Regions from separate parts of the Gossypium hirsutum genome. Here region 2 is linked to region 1. Evidence: chromatin contacts called from public Hi-C data. All regions are on one chromosome and are shown on one strand. Each heading gives the region's core, a stretch centred on a gene start, on an enhancer-like site or on the middle of the called end of the contact. The rest is flanking DNA. Distances are from core to core; before and after follow the strand shown.

Region 1 (6,515 bases), core at 1,265-3,764:
CATCTTGATCCAGAATTTGATAGACAATCTTGTTCTGCACCGATCTCACATCAAATGCAATCTGCTTCAAAACAGATGTAACAAGCAGCCATGATATATCAGATGAGAATTTCCCCAAAAATATCTTAGTTCGTTTCAATGTCGAGCAGTCCTCTGAGAAATTCCACCTATAGTGCTGATCCTCGCATGCATTCTTTTCAAGCTTTTGGAGGATACAAATATCATTGATTCCTATTACTTCAGTCTCTTTGCTAAGAGTTCCTTTCTCAGAACCGAGAGGAGCACGGTTATCATACAAGTTTATGTAAAACTGGCACGAGCATTCAGAGTCATGAGGCTTCCTCTCAATGGAACTTATTTTAGCATCAACCCACACCTACACATAAACAGAAGCGTTAGGTCAAAACCGAATGCCGAAATCACAACTTTCCATAGGAATCATCTATGTCTAAAAAAGCTAAGTAAAGCATTAAATGATAGTTCTTTTAGCAAGAAATTAGAAGATTAAAATATTTGGATAACCACACAACCTATCAGCATTCAACTTTGCCCACAGTGAGCCTCTTATGGTTAATTTGTGAAGGGCAATTAATTTACTTCGTTGTCCGACATTATACCAGTGAGCTTGGCAAGGGATGAGAAATAGAGAATAGAGTTATGTTGGTCCGACTCTTCATTTTTCTTTAACTACTCTGGACATAGGTACGGGGATATGACCCTCCAAGGATTCCCCAAATATATACCTGTGTCAGACATAACAATGCCCGACACTGACAACAGAGTTCGAGTCATGTAGGAATTCCAAATGACAGATATCAGCAAAAGCTGCAATATTTAAATGAATTAATAAATTTTCAAATTAGGATGCTTGGATTGCTCAGTCTAAGAAAGCATAGCTTACAGGTTCCGGAGTCTCTTCATCTAGACTTTCTGTCTCCTGAGGGCGAGAAAGGATGCATATATCAATACCAGGCCTCAAAAAGCAAGTGCAATCGGGCAAAGTTGCCTTCCGAGACTTAACACGTAAATCAGAGAAGGGTTTCTTCTCAATCAGATATTGACCATCTATCAGATGCAAAGTCATGAATCCATTCTTAATTCTTATGAGTTCCACAGCTTGCCATGAGTCTTGGACGAAGACCTCGAAAGCTGATACACGAGAAATCAGCAGGGTAATACAAAACCAAAGAAATGGAGAGACATAACACTACTGTTATCCAAGTTACATGATAAACTACTAGGAAACCACACAAGCAGTCGGATTCCCATTCGAACAGACAAAATAAATACACCGAAAGTGCAGATTGTTAGGAGGTAATAATGCTTACGATATTCATCAAACGGATGCTCGGAATGATATAAATGCCTTTTCCTCATTGTGTTATATGTTCTGCAGTAAAAATGAATATATCAGAATCACATATAACTGCAAAGCTTGAAAAAAAAGCAGCAATTTTCACGTTCTGGAAATCAAATTCATGGTTATAAGGAAAAGAAGGGTAAAAAGTACATTAATTGAATATGTAATCTAACAAACATCTGTGTCCAGGTTTAAGAATGACATAAAAATTCAGTAAAACTATTAACAGTATCCAGTAAATATCCTACTTTACCTGAAAAATTGCAGGATCAATCATATATTTCCGAATAAAGAAAAAATCCTATACAATTATCACGGACAAGGAAAGGGGAGGGTAAAAAAATGCAAAAGAAAGATCAGACTTTACCATAAAAAAACAGGATATAATTTGACAGAATATGACCACCCATTTCATGCAATGATCAGCAGAGAAAAGAAAAGAAATAAAATTATAACATAGCTGAAAAAGATGAAGATCAATAAAAGAAAACCATATGATTATAATCTAAAAAACCAGAAATGAAAGGGGAAAAAGAAGTCTTTACTTAACATTTACCTGAAAACTGAATCTGGGTATTAAACAAAATCAGATTCCAGAGAGACAACCATTAACACTGAATGAAGTGAAGAAATGAGTGAGTGACTGAAACAAAGGAAGAGAAAAGGGTAGAAAAAAAGGTGAAAAGATAGACAAGGACAGTGGGGGCGAGGAGTTCTATAAATAAAATATATGTCTGAGAATCTTGGGTTTTGGGTTGATGACTTTATGTTGCAATTTGCATGACTCAAAAGTTAAGAAGTGGCCCCTGCTGTTGCAGGCAAGGGATGGCAAGTTAAGTAAATAAGAGAAACAAGAAAAGGGTAGTGATGGGAAGGTGTGTTTGTGAATGAACGGCGGTGATTGATGATCATTGGTAGTTGAGTTTTGCAGAATATAGGGGCCACCAGAAACTGCTGGATTTTGCTGATAATAAAAAATGAGATTTTTTTATTTATATATATATTTTTGAGGGTAGGTTAGAAGCACGTGTAAGATGAACAAATCAAAAAACAGCAGGGATGGAGTTTATATGGAAATCTATTTACTTCATTACCAAAAAGTTAAAGCCCCACTTTTTTCTTTTGGCTTTCACCTCTCTCTTTTGGGATTGGTTCAGTCACTCTGTTTCATTCATCACCTTGGGTTTTAAGACTTTTTAGCCATTGATACTGATTCTCAGGGAAAAAAAGAAAACTTTTGACTTTTTTTTGCTTGTTTTAGGGTGTTTTGAGGTTTAGGGTTTTATTAAACTGCAAATGATGCAGAATTGCATGCAACTGCAAGTTAACTTTTCATAGTGAATGTTATTAAGGTAAATATTATTACTAGAGAGAACTCTAATTATTATAAAATGGCATATTTAATTGGATGGTTCCTTAATTCATTTGTCACCGGACGTATGGTATCAAGAGAGCTTTATATGTATGAAAGTGAAAATGTCGGTTTGCACGAGGGGCAGCTTAAATAGCGTCTGGATGCACATGGATCTTCTTTTTGACAAAATGCTAGTCCGCGAAGGGGATCCTGATATTATCTTCTTGTAGAAGACGAACGACAAAAAGTGTCTACGGAGATGGTGTGGTGGATGGGTCAAGTCTGACAGTGATGGTGGCGAGAGACGGAAGATCGAAATGGGTCTCAATAGTCAGGGTGCTTGCCATATGCTTGTTTACCGCCAGATGCTTCTATCACCGTTTGCAACTAACAACAAATATGGGCAACGGTGAATTTGGGAGCTTTACAATTTTTTGGTATTATGATTTTTAGTCGACTAAATTTGAATTGCAATTGGAATCTATACTTTTCATTTTATGTTTTTTTTTAACTCCTAAGCTTTATATTTTATTTAACTGATTTTTATTTTTTATTTCCATTCATACAAAATTATTGTATTGCTTCAATAAAGACGTCCGTACTTCGTTTCAAAAGATAATTAGATTTTGGTAACACTTTAGATTATTGACTTCGTAAACACTATCGAAAAAACAAGCAAAATAAGAATTAAAGATTCGAAATTTATGATTAGAAGTTTCTCTGTAATAAAAAGAATAGAACAAAGCTATCCAATGAAACAGAGGATTAAACTAGTTTCCCAAATGCAGGGAAGAATTGGTATGCTACAATACCATAAAAATGATTAAGAAAAATACTAATAACAAAAAAATGGTAATGGAATCACCCTTGCTATTGGGCTTATGAATTTCATTGACTACGGCCCGATAACTGATGAACTCTCTTAACATATGGGCAAATCTGGCGGCGGCGGTTGAATGGTCTGCAATTCACCAACTCCATTGTCGACAAGGAAAGCCATTGCCAAACCCCAATTGATATGAACATCCAGGTGACAGTGCATTATCCACACTCCTATTAACAAAAATCAAAACGAATGGTTATTTCATAAACGAAAAAGTAGTAGTAATTGAAATGATGAAGAAGAGTGTTTACCTGGATTATCAGCGACGAATCTAATGACTGCCCATCCATTCACAGGCACTCCAACAGTGTTCCTCATAGGTGGATCAACAAGGTTGAATTTAGAAGTATCCTTTTTAGGATCGAAGTTCCCGAAACCTTGTGCAATGATATAGAAATCGTATCCATGAAGATGAATTGGATGATTCTCAGGTGTCACTATGCTTGTGTCTTGGAGCACAATTTGTACCCTTGAACCATACTTCAATTTGTACAACTTGGTTCCCGGAACAGGTTGAAAGAGCGATCGGCTCACGTTTCCGGTGTAGTCAAATTTCAATGGAGGGTTTGCTGGGAAATCTGTGGTGAAAACGCCAGGAATTCCTTGTTGGTGAGCTTGCAACAGAGAGAAGTTGCGCGGGAGCACGAATGAGACGTTGTTCATGCTCGCTGTGAAACGTGTACCGTTGGGTCCTTGGCAACGACGTTTCCGGAAATTGGGTGGGCAGTTGTTGAGTCCGAGGCCGATTGTGAAGAACAGGCTTTCATCTATATCGGTTGGGACTTCGGCCTTTTCTCGACTTCTAAAGCTTTGGCTGAAGGCCGTGACAGTGTTGGTGTCATTGTAGGCTGGTAAAGAAGGCATGATTGGAGTGGGTGCATTGCATTTTTTGGCAGCGCAAGACGCAGACTTGTATTCGAGAATGGCGGTGGTGGTCGTGTTGTCAAATGGTGCGTTTTGTGCGCTTTGGTAGGCTCGAGCTGCCATGTAATATCGAGATGGTGGCTGATCACCTCGGATAAGAACATCAGTGGTTTGGCCGGGGCCTAACATGAGGACGGAAGTGGTGAAGGGTTTGGTATAGGAAGCATCAGCTCCAACAACAGTGAGCTTATGGTTGGCTACTTTGAAGAAAAGCGGCTGGTTCAAGGCGGCATTGATCACTCTGAGGAGATTCGTCTCCCCGGAGTCAATGGGAACTATTGTAGTCTCTGCAAAAAAGAAAACATTAGTTAATAACATCGGCTTTGTCACCCGAATGTGCGGTACGAATTCAATTGGTTCGGAGCAAAATACCTTTGGAGGAGCATTTGTAGAGATCACCAGGTTGAGCATTGATGGTATATGCATCAGAGACATTTGGAGCTGCCCCTGTTCTTTTTGCTTCCCTCACCACATCAATGGGATTTGTATCCCACCATTCACCTAATCATAATCATATTCATCATCATAACATTTCATTTGATTATCATAATCATTTGTACTCGTAACCGAAAAGGATTCTTTACCGAGAAGAATCGGTGTTTCTCGTTTCGGCTTAGGGAAAGGGTAGGATTTGCCTTCTCTGGGACGGATGATGAGAGCTCCATAAACAGTGGCTCTAAGCCATGAACTGTGAGCATGCCACCACAATGTTCCTTCTTGTCCTTGAACTGTAAACCTGTAAGTGTAACTTCCTCCCGGTCTAATCGGACACTGAGTCACGAATTCCGGTCCATCTGCCCATCCGGTTCTCATTTGACGCACACCATGCCTGTATATCAAAGTGGTTAGGGTAATTCAAACGTGCAAATGACAACTAGAAATGAATGAAAGCTGATGAGATGCGTGCATGGCATGCATGCATGCGTGCATGAATGAATTTACAGTTATTAAATTACCAGTGGATGGTGACATTATATCGGGCTTTGTTGACAACTTGAACTTCAAGGGTGTCGCCATTCTTGATCTCCAAGGTAGGTCCAGGAAACATGCCATTAACAGTGATGGTGTTGTGAGTCTTGCACAGCCTCTTCACTTTTGTTGCTTGAATCTGTTTCATTCACCAACCAACATCAAGTTTTTTTATTTAAATGTCCAATGACAACCAATTTATCAGAAAGATATATATATCTCAAAAGAAAGAAGTAAAAGGACATACAACAAATCGATGTCGTTGAACTTCTGCATTTGCAGACAATGAAAGGAAAATGACAAGGAAAATGAAGGAAAACTTGTTGAAAATCCCCATTTAATCAAAGCTTAGATAGCAAAAAGCTTTGCTTGAGAGTGATATGAGACAGAGCTAGAGAAAAGGGGTTTTATAGGAAAGATAAGAGTTGTTGTTTAGAGGTTGTCAGATTAGGTTTTGATTGGGCTAAAATGGTGATTTTTTCACTTAGTTCAAACCTGCAACAGAGTTGTTGCACCCACTAGCCCATTAATACTGAATTATGTCTTCAATGCTTGCTTCACAAGAATTTTCTTTTTCTTTTTTCTCTTTTCTCTTTCTAGAGCAACAAATTTTCTTATAATTCCTTTTAATTCTTCTTTTCTTTTTTTTAAATAAGTTAGATGATAAACTCTTCCTTTGAAAATTAATCATACTACATGTAGTAGTCTTGATTTATACTTCAAAGTAATTAGATTGAAGATAAATTAACCAAGTCAACACTATTTTTTTAGAACTAAATTAACTATTGCCCTTTCCATTTTCATTTTTAACTATAAAATAATTCGAGTTTTCAATAATTTGAATCTGAGAATTTTTAATATATATTTGTATATATTTATTGAAGGTACAAAAGATCATTAGGTTCGTGAGTTATTCAAGTAAGTATATATTAGGATGCTATGATTTTAGGGTTGGTGAAAGTTTGAAATTAAGCTTAATATTTACCAAGTAAACGAGTTTAATACAGCCTAATCGAACTAGTTTG
Region 2 (6,515 bases), core at 1,466-3,965, 130 kb before region 1:
AAAATAAAATAAAATAGTTAGGTGAGAGAGAGAGAGAGGAGGGGGGAACCTTGTTTTAGGCTAGTGTTCACGTGAATGTTTGTGAGGCTAACAAAGTAACAAACATTCACGTAGAGAGGCTCGGCTCACACCTCTCTCAAGGGTCACCACCCCCCATGGTGCTGCTTTCGGGGTTTTTATATTTTTCAATTGTTTTTGTGCAACTTGCATGGTGATGAGGAGGCCTTGACTTGACCCCTAATATGCTATGTTTATCTACACATCATTATTGTTATTGTTATTTCCAACCCTAATGCCCTAACCCGCCCATTATGAGCCCCTATAGTGCCATGCACGCACGTTGAGGCATTACTTCATCCAATACATACATACATACATAAATTATTTTTATATATCTAATAAAGTACTCACTATAAACTGTTTTAATCTGTTTCAGTAGACAAAGTCAAGATATTTATATTTAGAATAGGATTAAAAAAAAACTTTTCAGTACAAAAAAATATACTAAAGCTTTGATTCAGTTGGTGTTACTCATTAACCGAGCCTCAACTTAATTGTAAAATTACTAAACATATATTATTTGGGTGTATATATATCTTTTTGATTTTGATAAATCTATAAAAATAAATGAGAATTTCAACTTTACCATTCAAAAAATATTTGATTCTCATGTCAATTTTATAAATTTAATATACAAATTTTCACTTACGAGTGTGTCATATTTTAATAAAAAAATACAAAGAGGAATAAAATGCCGAAACTCTAAGAAAATGAACGAAGAACGTGGAGGGCAACCCTATTGATTATTTATAGACGGGGCAACTATCACACACGAATGCTTGGGCGGCGGTCAACCGTTACCGTTGTGTTTTTACTCTCAGTTTTGGGCCCGATGGAGTTGGGTGGGCGCCTCTTGTATTTTCTTTTTGCTACATTATGTATGCTGATGCTTAAAAAATATACATATTTTATTTCCTTCACACTTTCGCTCTATTTTTATATAAAAAATTAGGATGAGTAATTAGTATACAAGTGTTTTATAGGGGTATGGTAAAATATTAAAAAAGAAAGAGACACATGTCAAAATTTTAAAATTGCTTGTGAAATAAAAAAAGAAAAACACTTTCAGTGAACCAAATACTCTCCCTTTTACTATACTCTTATAGGACACTCCTAACTCTGGTAGTGAAGTCTAAAAACTCTACTGGCAACATATCGAATATTTTCCCAAAAGATTATTGTAAGTCAGAAAGAAAGAAAAAACGATAGTAGGTATTGATATTTAGACCTATTCGAGAATATTAAGTTTGAAAAATGGATTTGGATAAAAACATTAGGCCCGCTTAAAATATGAATTTAGTTCGAATCTAATATCCAAAGCTCGATAGCGTAGCCAGTTTTGAACTTTATAATACGTAAAATTTATTTTGTATATTATATAATGTAGGGTTAGTATTTGGTACACTAGTAATGTACGTGTACTTTTTTTAATTCCAAAAGCAACATAAAAAGTTTATCATTTGTCTCTTTTTCTTAAATATTTTTTAATATTTTACTATACCCCATAAGATATTTGTCAACCCCAAACCCTACTTGAATCTAAAAACTCTACTGGTAGTGCAGTAAACACTTTCCTTGTATACATGAATTAAGTATAGTAATGTAAATGTCTTTAGAAATTTAACAAAAGAAATATATAAATATAATAATTACTAAATATTAAATAAAATAATATGAATAAATCATTTATAATATAAATAGATTTAGGGTGGGTTTGGATGGACGATGCGTTTACGATTAGTGTAAAAATAGTGGTGATAGTGAGATTAGATACTGTAACGATACTGTAACGTGAGACAAAAAGTAAACTAAACGCACTGCACCGCACTCAATCATCCATCCAAACCCAATCATAAAAGTAAAATTTAAATTCACAATAAATTATCTCATATATAATTGAGACTTGCAAATTAAAATTTTATTTTATTCAAACATCAGTAGAAGTCATGCCGGATGAATAGTCGAAGCCTGAATCATTTGTAGTGGGATTTGATCCAACTTGTCTCCATTACTATATTTTAGGAGACTGGGATATTTTACCTTTCACCTCATTTTTCAAACTTTTTCTCTCCTTCCATTGCTCCAATGTCAATTTATCTTTTTTTTTTGTTTTCTGAATTCATGTGTTTTTATTTACCCTATGGTTCTATTTTGGACTCATTTCAACTCACCTCGTCTAATCCTAGTTATCAACAAAAAAAAAAGTTAGAGAATTACTGTTTTCAACATTGTTTGTAAAATCAAATTTTTTGGTAAATTATATCTAAAGTTATTATATTATTAGTAAGTTTATGTTTTAGTCACTTAACTTTAAAAAGTTACAAAATGGTTACTAAATTATTCGAAAGGCTTAAATAAAAAAAAAGAGCTTAATAGCCAGTGACTTAAATAAAAACTTTCGAATAGTTCAATGACTTAAATGAAAACTTTGAATAGTTTGGTGACCATTTTGTAACTTTTTGAAGTCAAGTGACCAAAATGTAAATCTACGGGTAGTTTAGTGATCTTGACTGTAGTTTACCCATATATTTATTAAATTGAATTTATTAATAAAAATAAAGAGTGAAGACAAAATTACCATTGTTGAACAATTGCACACTTGGGGCACACATGTTCTTCGGCTATTATAAATATGCATGCCCACTAAATTAATGTAAGCCTGTGCCTTTATTCACACACCCTTTCTTCAAGCTATCAAATCACCTGTTTCCTTAGCTTAATTTCCTTTTTATCGTAATTTCTTCATAAATCACCATTTTTGAAAACCCTTTTTTATTTTAAGTTCCCAAAGATGGGTGGAAATTCACCATGCGCTTCCTGCAAGTTGCTTCGTCGCCGCTGTGCTAAGGACTGTATCTTTGCCCCGTACTTCCCTTCCGATGATCCTCACAAGTTTGCCATTGTTCACAAGGTTTTTGGTGCTAGCAATGTCAGCAAAATGCTTCAGGTTCATCCTATATCACCTACATATCATTATCACCAGATTTTATATATCTTTGTTGTTTAAATATATGTATCTATGTATATAAGCAGGAGCTGCCAGTGCAGCAAAGGGCGGATGCAGTGAGCAGTTTGGTGTATGAAGCGAACGCAAGGGTGAGAGATCCAGTTTATGGATGTGTAGGGGCCATATCTTTCTTGCAGAACCAGGTTTCTGAGCTTCAAATGCAGCTCGCTGTGGCTCAAGCTGAGATACTTTGCATCCAGATGCAACACCAAGTCCAAGACCCCATGCTTCAACAGCTTCCCAACCCCACTCCAACCACCGTACACGGCGGTGCCACCGCCTCTCAGTTGTTAGACGACCAACTCCACTATGACAAACCCTTTCTCCTCCACAATCATCATCAGTTCATTAATTCTACTACCAATGTAATTCATGATCAATATTCTGTCAAGAGAGAGACCATCTTTGGAGACATGGTTTCTTAATAATAAACTCTCCTTTTCTTTTCTTTTTCTTGTCTCTCCCTCAAATGGTTCTTTTTTGGGTTGGATCCTGGTAGGCTCTTAACTCTGAGTCTAAAAATATTAAATTTTATAAATTTATTAATTAATTTTCTTTCCTGGATTTTTCTAGCCGAAAAGTGGAACCTCATTTCTTCATGTTTGTTCGGGGTTTTTAAGTATTAAAATGACATGTAAAGACAGAGAGTATAGACAAGAGTATGTGCTAAGACAACAAATAAAAGACTTAAAAAAGAGGAAGTTGATAAGGTCAACTCTAGCATGTGAGAAGTGAAGTAAAACTAGGGTTTTCTTTCCATCTCTTTTATTATAAAAATTTTAATACTAATAACATGTTTTTTATACAACTCACACCATAAAAATAAATCACTCTCCTACATACATCATAAACACATAATCTCTATGATTTAAACTTCAAACCTGAATTGTGAAATCAACATCTATATCCAATAAATTTAAACTTCAATACTAATTATATTAATATCATTGAGAAATGATTGCATGAAATTGTGATTCCACGTCATCCTTACCTCTTTTGAATAGAAGAATGACAAATTAAATTTTTCCTCCTGATATTCAGCTTTTTCCTCCTGAAAAAATTCAAATCCAACTAAAAATGCTGAATACTAGGAGAAAAAAATCTAATTTGTCATTCTCCTATTGAAAAGGGACAGAGATGATGTGGAATCGCAGTTTCATACCATCCTTTCTCACGAGAGACTATATTGAAAATTCTATAATTTTTGCATAGTTGTGGGTTCAACTAAATTTAAATACATCTCCTATAATTAATTTGAGGTTTGAAAGATTAAGGGTGAATTGACAATGTATATATTGCACTTTTAAATGGATGATTTGAGTTTAAATCTTATAGATTATAATGTTAAAAAGAACATCTATAAATCTTTAAAATAAAAAGAAAATTACCTCTATGAATCATAAAACAAACTTAAAAAGATACCTTAATTCTAAAAAAAATGTATAAAAATCTATAATTAAATTGCTAGTAATCCATATTATTAGAAAAATAATATAAGCTGATGTAGTTTCCACGTGCCATGCTAGATCTCACTTCATCAAGCTTCTTCACGTGGGGGTACGAGAAATTTAACCTCTTAAGGAGTGTCTCTTGAACTTTGTTTATATATATATATTTGCTTTCCTCTTCAACTTTATGTTTGACACATAATTAAATAGATTTTTGGATAAAAATATGAAATTTCCATTAATGAGTTACGAATTTAGTACTTCAATTTATTAATTTTGCTTATATTTATTGTATTTTTAGTTTCGACTTAATTGTTAAATTTTTTTTATTTTTAAAATTTTATGTGATAAACAGATACTTATATGTATGTAATGTTATGTCATCATACTATTTTCACATAATATTTATTAAAGTCACATAGTTTTACTTAATATATTTAATGGTTACTGTTTGAGCTAAGGATTAAACCCACAATTTATGAACAGTATAAAATTAATAACAAAATTTAAATAAAAATATTTAATTGTCATAATTAAAATTTCAAAAATTGAAAAATATTTTAATTATAATAGACTAAATTAGAATATAAAAACTAACTTTTAAAATTTCAATAAGATCCATCCCTCTCCCCATACTTAAAGTATTTCAGATTTAGATGATGAAATAAAATAAAAAATTAAGACAAAAACAACCGACCTAAGATTCCTCAATTTGGTTTTGTTTTTTTAATTACAAAAGAGAGGTTTGAGTTTGAGGATACCTGCAGATGTTGGGTTGAAATTTCTAACCTTTGTTTAAAAATGCATTACCCCCAATTAAGTCAACCTTTGCTAAATTTTATTTTATTTTATGAGTACTTATCAATTCCAGCTGTTGTGTTAACTCCTTTCATCCAATTATGGAGATGTATAATCATTAATTTCATGCTTATCAGGATATCTTACTATTATTTTAAATTAATATAATCATAAATTTAACTCTAATATTTCTTCTTTTTATCACTTAAATCCTATGTTTTTTTTAAAAAGAATTACTTTAACTCTCAACCTTCAAAATTTAGTCAAATTGTTTTTCTTAGATAAAAAAATTTGACTAAAACATTAAAATTTTAATAACACATATGTGACAACTTACCTAAAAGTTTACATGTAATTCATAAATATTCAAAAAAAAATCAATAATTTAAAATAAATTCATTAAAATATTTTTTTTTAAATATTAATGTCAATAATGAAGTACGTGTAGATTGTGCAGGCTGCCACGTTAGTGTCTTTAAAATTCTTACATATTAATTAGCATTTTCGTAAAAAAAAAATATTTTGATTAAAATTTGAAAGTTAATAGATAAAATGATCCCAACAAAATCAAAGTGATAAAATGAATAAATGTTAAGAGTATATTTGTGAAATCTGCATCGCTATTTAGTAATATAAGTAATTTCACTAAACTATATATATGCTTTATAGTTAATCAATTTTAATTAGCTTTATAGCATATTTTGATTTTTTAATAATAAATATTTGAGTCTATTTTGGCTATGAATTTGTCATGTATTGTAACACTGACTCTAGTTTTAATTGTGCAAATTGTGGTTGTGACAACCCTCACTCGATCCAATTGTCGGATTCAGATATGAGACATCACATTATATTGTCGAAGCAACGTCTTAGACTAATTCAAATCATTTACAAAATAATTAAGCGTATAAACATGACATAATTCAAACCATTTTCAATTTCAAATATGATCATGCATTACCGATATTTAACAATCTCATTTAAGTTATCTTGGGGTTATACGGGGTCCTACTCAAAGTTAAGACTCGAATCCAAACTCAACTATCAAAATTCAGGTGGATGTCTCAAGAAATTGGGGACCATGTCTCGAGACAGTCTTCTCATGTTTTAGACCCCTAACTTCGGTGTTTACCTATCTTGAGATTAAAGGGCACTTGTTTTGAGACTTAGCAATTGATGTCTCAAGACCATTACCCAAAAAT

What was found. Hi-C and Micro-C count contacts between places; a contact is called where the count stands out from the background.
Region 2: a contact with region 1 is called in a Hi-C map of leaf, with 2.6 times the contacts expected there. The contact joins the promoter of LOC107900222 here to the promoter of LOC107900547 in region 1. A contact is called at or near these places in 10 of 34 Hi-C or Micro-C datasets (hypocotyl, leaf and seedling).

The regions. Positions count from the first base shown.
Region 1 is chrD06:59,535,097-59,541,611 of Gossypium_hirsutum_v2.1, reverse strand. It overlaps LOC107900547 (SNF2 domain-containing protein CLASSY 1), which reads right to left and starts at 2,514. Exons shown (of 7, transcript XM_016826174.2): 1 at 1,917-2,514; 2 at 1,329-1,390; 3 at 902-1,149; 4 at 1-376. The coding sequence starts at 1,377. It overlaps LOC107900546 (laccase-5), which reads right to left and starts at 5,870. Exons shown (of 6, transcript XM_016826173.2): 1 at 5,738-5,870; 2 at 5,478-5,629; 3 at 5,106-5,350; 4 at 4,894-5,022; 5 at 3,849-4,808; 6 at 3,398-3,767. The coding sequence starts at 5,827. The coding sequence ends at 3,637.
Region 2 is chrD06:59,667,102-59,673,616 of Gossypium_hirsutum_v2.1, reverse strand. It overlaps LOC107900222 (LOB domain-containing protein 12), which reads left to right and starts at 2,715. Exons shown (of 2, transcript XM_016825913.2): 1 at 2,715-3,007; 2 at 3,094-3,631. The coding sequence starts at 2,852. The coding sequence ends at 3,492.